2 separate regions of the Mus musculus genome follow, and region 2 is linked to region 1. The links are chromatin contacts, called in public Hi-C maps. All regions are on one chromosome and are shown on one strand. Each heading gives the region's core, a stretch centred on a gene start, on an enhancer-like site or on the middle of the called end of the contact. The rest is flanking DNA. Distances are from core to core; before and after follow the strand shown.

Region 1 (3,642 bases), core at 30-2,529:
GCTTCCCATGACCAAAAGTCAATAAAAAATAAAAAAATAAAAATAAATGAGCCTTAGGAAATGGAGCCATTTGGTGTAGTAACGTGTGCTTCTTTCTGTTCCTCTAGGGATGGCTGGAACAATATATTTCTTGGCTGACCTGTTAGTCCCCACAAAGGCCAAGTTCCCTGCATTTGAACTCTGAAAAGAAAGCATGTCTCCTGCCGCTTACAGCATGACTCTGTGTATTACTCTGGGCTACATATTGCCCTTGCTTTTGAAGGAAGCAGAATGAAACTGTGTACTTTGAAGTGGTCGAGTTTTTATTTCCATAATTTGTCTTTAGCAGTTCAGCACCTTTTATTATTTACTTTTTATTTATAAGTGTACTTGAAGCCATCTTAATTCCCTTCCAGAGGGAAGGATGGATGACAGTACAGTATCTTCTGATCATTCGCATGGTTCCCAGACATGCAGGAAATGTTCCTCTTACTACTTATCCATCAATGTGATCCATGCCTGGGAGCATGTTATCCCATCTCCTGGGGAGAGAGGCAGGAGGATCACAAGTTCAAGGCCAACCTAGGCAACTTAGTGAGACCCGTTTTCAAGGTAAAGAGCAGGAGAGATCTGGCACGTAGCTGAGTGGTAGAACACTCCTAGCATGGAGAAGAGCCCTGGGCCCTGCCCCAACACAGATACACACAGTGCACACAGTGCACACACGAGCTCAGTGCAGGTGGACACATTACATGTGATGGCTGTTGCTGGGTACTGCCTTCCAGCTCTTCTGTTGAGCATTCTGCCTCCACAGAGAGTAGTAGTTCTGGGACTGGGTTCTCTCAAGTGGTGAGCAAAGGGGACCAAAAAATGTAGCCCGTGCTTCTGGAAGAAAAACTGCAAGAGTTATAGACTAGATTTTTGGGCCTAAATGTCATTTTTTTAAATTCCTAGTTTCTGTCTGAACTAGAAATCCCACTTCATGAGCCACACAGGCCCTATCTAGCAGCAACAGGATCAAAACTTAAATGGTTGGGATGCACATTCTGATCTGAAAGTTTACTCACAAATAACAGTTCCTTGGCTTGTGTTAGATTTCAGAAATGTTTGTTTTAAAAGTTGTCTGTCCTTTAGTACTCAGATGAGATCTAGAAGTAGATTGTCTGTGTGAATTTGCTGAGACAGGGTCCCACCTGACCTTTGGCTGACCTTGAGACGTTTGGCTCAGCTTTGCCTTGCTTTTCGCTGACTGTGCCTGAGTGAGTGCCACATGTCATCACCTTCTGTCAATTGACTTGAACATTGATCTCGTCACTAACTAGTACAAACTCTAACTCTGCTTACAAAGAGTGTGGAAAGGGAGCTGCTCTGACCAGTAGCTTCTAAGAAAACACGGCTCTTGGCTGGAATGGGATGTGACTGCCTTCATGCGTGTAACAAATGGCGGTTTGCATATCCCAAGAGCAAGTGTCCTTCACATTCCGAGACCACCTCGGAGTCAGGTTTGTTTGTACACGAAGACTCCCCCGTGTTTCGACCTCTGAACAAACGCCTATTGACTCTTTAGCTCCTCCCTTCTTTCCTCGATATCAAAGGCCTAACCAGACTCTAACCTACGTGGTAACATTTTCCAGCTTTAAAACAACAGGGTCTAAGAATATTTAATGTGCTATTTGTGGCTCTTTTGGTCATTCAGTTTTTATTGGAGATCAAATCCCCATGGAGTGTATCCTGGTTGCTATGAGGAGTAATCTCCTGTTATTTTCTATTTGGTACCAAGATAGCTAATATTACGTGAAATTTTCTGGCCCTTTTAAGGGTGCCTACAGTAGGATCCAAAGAGCAGCCCAGCACTCGATTTCTAGGATTGAATTGGTCCTTCTGTGACCCCTGTGCATCCTCAGAAGTTGTGTGTAGACTGTGCCAGGTGAAGGCTTTGTATCAATATTTATAAGTCACTCTTAGACAGTAAAGTGCAGCTGTTTGGCTGGGTGTCCAGCTTTAGAAAAGAAAGCCCACTTTGTTTAGTTAAATGGCTTATTATATTCTGTCTGCACTTTACTATAGATACTTATTAAAGAAAAAGAGGAAGTGTTTTGATCAGCCAGTAGACTTGGTCACAGTGCTTCCCCAGGCATCCTGATGAGTGTTGCCTCCTGCATATTGTCACCCATGAACAGACTCATGAACACCATTCAGCTCTCTTCACTGTAGCATTTTAGAAACTCACTACACTGACAGTGTTTATGCCGCTGTTGACTAATGTTTAAGAGCTAGGAGAGTTTTCTAAGGATCTTAAACTCACATAGAGTAAAGGCTGACACCAACGCCCCTCCTCGGGTAGAGGCTGCAAGAACCATTTCCATTCAGGTGTCGTGCAGACATGGTTGGTTTTATTCTTATGCATTTTTCCTTCAGAGGTTTTAATTCCTAGTTTCAAAACCTTCCAGTGGCTGCTTTGGAAAACTCAGTGGCATTGTTCATCTCCATCCAGAGACTGGGCAGTAAGGGGTTCTGAGCCTGCCAGGCAGTCTATTTATCCCCTTGTGCTTTTCAGCCCTAAACTTGAATCGTGTAACATGTCAGCATTGACATGGCCGTCTCCATAGATCCCACCAGGGAGTTCATTTCATCCCAGCTGTCGGTCTCCCATCCTCAGGGTCATCTGGTTCCCTTATCCTCATCATGCCCTGCCTGTATCAACGCAGAAAGCCCCCATGTAGATAGACTTAGATTGAAGAGGATCTACGAGTATTTTTTTCTCCTTCCCTGTTTCTCTAAGTAACAGAATTGCAGCACTCTATTCCTGTGTCCTCAGGTCAATTTGTATCTAGATTACTGGGCCTAATCTTGAAGTAAGTAGTGTAAGTGGGATCTTTCACTTCTCTCCTCCTTAGGCTCCAAGAACTCAGGTGTAGTCCCCGGCTTACTTGACATTAATTCCAGTTCCTCTTGCTTCCTCAAAACCGGTCAGACCAGGTTTCTGGGGGCTCCATACTGCTGGGCCATAGAAAACTGTTTACATCTGGTGAACAGGAGTCAGTGTGGGGGGCATTGAGCAATCACCCCAAGGTTCATTGCCACTAAACTGGGAAAGGCTGGTTTCATATGTGTATGTTATGGGAGGGATTGAACCCACTGGTCTTCAATAAAATGTTATTAGGCCTGAGTATCGGGTACTGTTGTTTGCTTCAGTTTGAATTTGAAAAGTATTTCTCCTTAATGATAAATAGTGGCCTTTTCTGTGTAAACTCACTAAGATTTGTTCCTAGCTATTCCTTCATTGTTAGTTCCACTCCTTTATGCAATAACAGATTTATAAAAGGAAAATGCTCTCATCTGTGATAATGGTAGATTTAGAAGAATCTTCAAGGTTTCAAATCATGCAATGCATCACCTCTCATGTTTATCAGAGTCTACCATGTGGTCATTGACCAACAGCCTGGTTCTAGGAATTCTCCCTGCTCACAGTTCTCACAGGGGCTTAGAAGTGAGGTCACTGAGTAAGGTATAATTATGGGGAAGGAAGTCTGCCCAGTCACCCAGGAGATGGCATCAATCTCTTGTGACGTGGTAAGCCAGCGCATGAGAAGTGCCCCAGTGATACCAGGAGCTACATATATTTACATGGCCTTCCTTCCTTTCCTCTGTTGATCGAATAAT
Region 2 (3,316 bases), core at 14-2,513, 120 kb before region 1:
AAAAAAAAAAAGGAATCTAAGGAGCACCAGGACAATTTTTAGTCAGCCTACTATGCACCCAAACTACAAGCAGAATTCCCAGTGCTACTCAACCTGTTTTTACTCAACACTGAAAAAGAATGGTGTTTTTTTTCTACTTTTTTATAGCTCTTTGCTCTAAAGAAACAGTGTATTGAAGCTACTATGATTTCTGAAGCTTTGTATTCAGTAAAGAAGTGTTTCATTGACCAAGTCCCCATGATGCAATTAGCCTTCTCCAGTGAGAAATATCATAAAGAGATAGGAAAAGGTAGAGGTTCCTATAGGGATTTCATAACCAGGGGTGGGGGTAGGAGGGAAAGAATTTACTTTTCCACTGTGACCTTGGCCTCTCTGCTACAGATAAACCTGGACAGACAGATTTTTCAGCTGCTGTTTGCCTCAAAATCTGATTCTGCAAAAAGGAGAATCATAAATTTTTCCTCTGATAAGAAGGTTAAGAGAGCATGGAAATGCTGTCTTCCTCTGTGTACAGGGATATCCAATATTAAAAATTCGTAGATATTTTTCTTCTAAACTTTTAAAACCTTATATGTCTAGGAAGAAACCTTTTCAGTTAAGCCATTATAAAACAAAGGCTTAGCATACTTGGGGGCGGGGGGGGAGTATTCCTTGTGTACATAGAACCTGCTTCTTTCAACTCAGACCATTAGCAATAAAATCAAGGCATAAACTAAACTATGATAACTTTTTTAAGTGTACCCTTTTCCTAGTAGTACACTTATAGTTTATATGTCCGTAGAAACTGGAGTCATTCTTCATATTGGATAAATATCACCTCCACCTTACTCAGAGAAGATTAAAAATAATCATTTGCCATATCAATGGATTCTATGGTAAAGCACTTTTTTAATAAACAACTTTGTTCGAAGCTGTATTTGCCCTGTCAGCACCACATTGGCTTCGCTGCAAAACTGTGTCCAGTGCATTATCATCAGACACAAGAAACAGGGGTGTTACCTTCACAGAAAGGAGCCTGATGCCAGGTCTGGAGAAGTCCCACTGTCGCTTCGTAGTCACATTGGCAAAACCAAAGCCACTCTTCAGGGTCTTCACCACTTTGCAAGCTGTCAAAATCCTCGTCATTTTGAAGATGTTTTGTGACTAAAATTAAATCACAAATATCTCATGAGATTTTGATGTCCAATTTGTTTGTAACCAGTGTGAAAGAAAGCTGTGTGGCGACAGTACAGTTGAGGCTGTAGGCTGACTGCACAGCGATCTTTGACTCCCCATTCATTCTGCCATTAAATAACCTATCTACAGCTCCTCCTTTCCTTAGCCCCTCCTCCCAAGCTGATGTCCAGAGATGTTCCAATGGACATGTCATACAAATTGCAACATAACAAGTGGCACCTTCTCCTGTGGAAATCATGATACTGCTGTAGCAAGCAAGCTAGCCATCAAAGGAGTTGCTTATGTAGCTGAATAACATGACCCAGGCATGGTAAACAGCCTTAGGTGTACTCCTTCTTCAAAGGGCAGTACCTTGCTAATAATGCAAAAGATCAAACACTTTGCTAAGTTGGAAATGGTGCCTCATTCACTTCAGAATCCATTTGGATTTCAAGAAAACCCAAATATGGAAAAGGTTTCTGCTTGAAAAAGGATGATGGAAACCACATCCAGTAAAGAAAATATCAAAACAAACATTCCTCTACAAATATACAGAAAACATCTGAGTTACTTGGGAAGAGAAACTACTAATGAAGTAATATATTATATTTCTATTACAACACTCTTCTTCATTCTAGATTTTAAAGCTATTGGTAACCCTAATCAGAACACAAGGGAACAAAGGAATTTACTGTGTATCTCCAGATCTCTTAAGCCTGTAAAAATGAGAATAGAACAATGGGAAACAATTTAATATAAACATTAATCTCAATTATTTAGTGATTTAAGTATCACCTAAGATAATGCAAGATTTGGGCATTTGTGTTTTGACCTAAATACAATTACTCAATTCATGCTTTAGCCACAGGTAAGAGTGGGCAGTCAAAGGGTCACATTGGCTAGCAGGGCATCTCACTTAAGCCAAGGCACATAAAGAGAAGGCAGCCCCACAGCATCATTGCCAGACAGCCTTGAAGGCCAGGAAATGTAAGCTGTGAAGACTTACTCCTTAGGATTTCCATAGTGAAGGTGATGACATAAAGGTATGTTAATTTCACTGACATAGTGTCAATGCTGGAAGGGAAAATACGAACCCACAAATAAGTATCAAAGCAGAGCTTAAATCCTCTGTCTTGATGCATTAGTATAGAAACATTCACTGGGGTCAAACTATTTGAAAAAATAGTTAAAATTCTTAAACTCAAAATAGAAAATTCATACATTGGGACTCCACACGCAACCTCAAGATTGGAAAGCCCGGAAATGGATAAATAATGAATAAAATGGTGAGTGTCTTTGGAATTAAGTGCCCAGATAGACTAGAACTTACAACCAAACTGTCAAACATTATGACATGAAGGAGGAAGCTTACACTTGGGCAAGTCAAAGGGGTGGGGCTTAGGACATGATGGGTAGGGATCACGAAAGTCAGGCAAGAAAAATTTAAAAGAATAGTACACTTTCATGAAAGACATTCTTCATAATATTTTGAATTTTTCCCACATTGCTATGATTCTTTCCTTACATAAGCTGCATACATTCAGCTAAGGAGGGTGTCCAGAATATATCACGGACACAGATGATGGGCCTTGTCTTAGAAAATTTACTGCTTATAAGCCAGGACATTGTGGGTCTCTACGTTTATATAATTCATTTGTCTGGAAAAGTAAAATTATTTTACACAGTAACTTTCCCTCTGTTACTCATGCACTTACCATAGTTGTCACTGTCTATAGCTTTATTATTTTCTTGTATGTAATCCCACATAGAGAAATAAAATCAAGGCATTTATCACATTTGGAAGAATTACAAACATTCCTTTTAATTTAATGCTCAAAAAGCATTTTATTCTTTTCCATAAATTGAAATGTAAATTCATTTTCTCTCTCTCTCTCTCTCTCTCTCTCTCTCTCTTTCTCTCTCTCTCCCCTCCCTCCCTCCCTCCCTCCCTTCTTCCCTTCCTCCCTTCCCCTCCTTTGCTGGGGATATGGTTCAAATGAAGGGCTTGCAGCTAAAATCCCATTGCTGCAATCTTAGGAATCTTAGAATCTTAGGAAGCTCATGGATCCACTAGCTTGGCATACATGGTGAAAACTGTTTCATACTAGGTGGAAGATGAGGACCAACACATGAGATTATCTTCTCACCTCTATTCATATAC

Evidence for each region. A called contact is a pair of places that touch in the nucleus more often than the background predicts.
Region 2: a contact with region 1 is called in a Hi-C map of liver, with 1.6 times the contacts expected there. The contact joins the promoter of Cps1 here to the enhancer-like site in region 1. A contact is called at or near these places in 1 of 39 promoter capture datasets (liver), 2 of 484 Hi-C or Micro-C datasets (the HL-1 cell line and liver) and 1 of 9 other capture datasets (liver).

The regions. Positions count from the first base shown.
Region 1 is chr1:67,000,023-67,003,664 of GRCm38.p6, reverse strand. Lancl1 (LanC (bacterial lantibiotic synthetase component C)-like 1) reads left to right here. Exons shown (of 9, transcript NM_001190985.1): 9 at 108-3,148. The coding sequence ends at 184. Among named protein-coding and RNA genes, the nearest start is that of Lancl1, 37 kb to the left of the region's middle. Within about 2 kb of position 1,279, at least 18 of the 459 cell types and tissues checked have an H3K27ac peak or open chromatin away from gene starts, as enhancers often do. A contact at or near this core is called in liver, where this site is marked.
Region 2 is chr1:67,120,974-67,124,289 of GRCm38.p6, reverse strand. It overlaps Cps1 (carbamoyl-phosphate synthetase 1), which reads right to left and starts at 1,263. Exons shown (of 38, transcript NM_001080809.2): 1 at 1,000-1,263. The coding sequence starts at 1,125.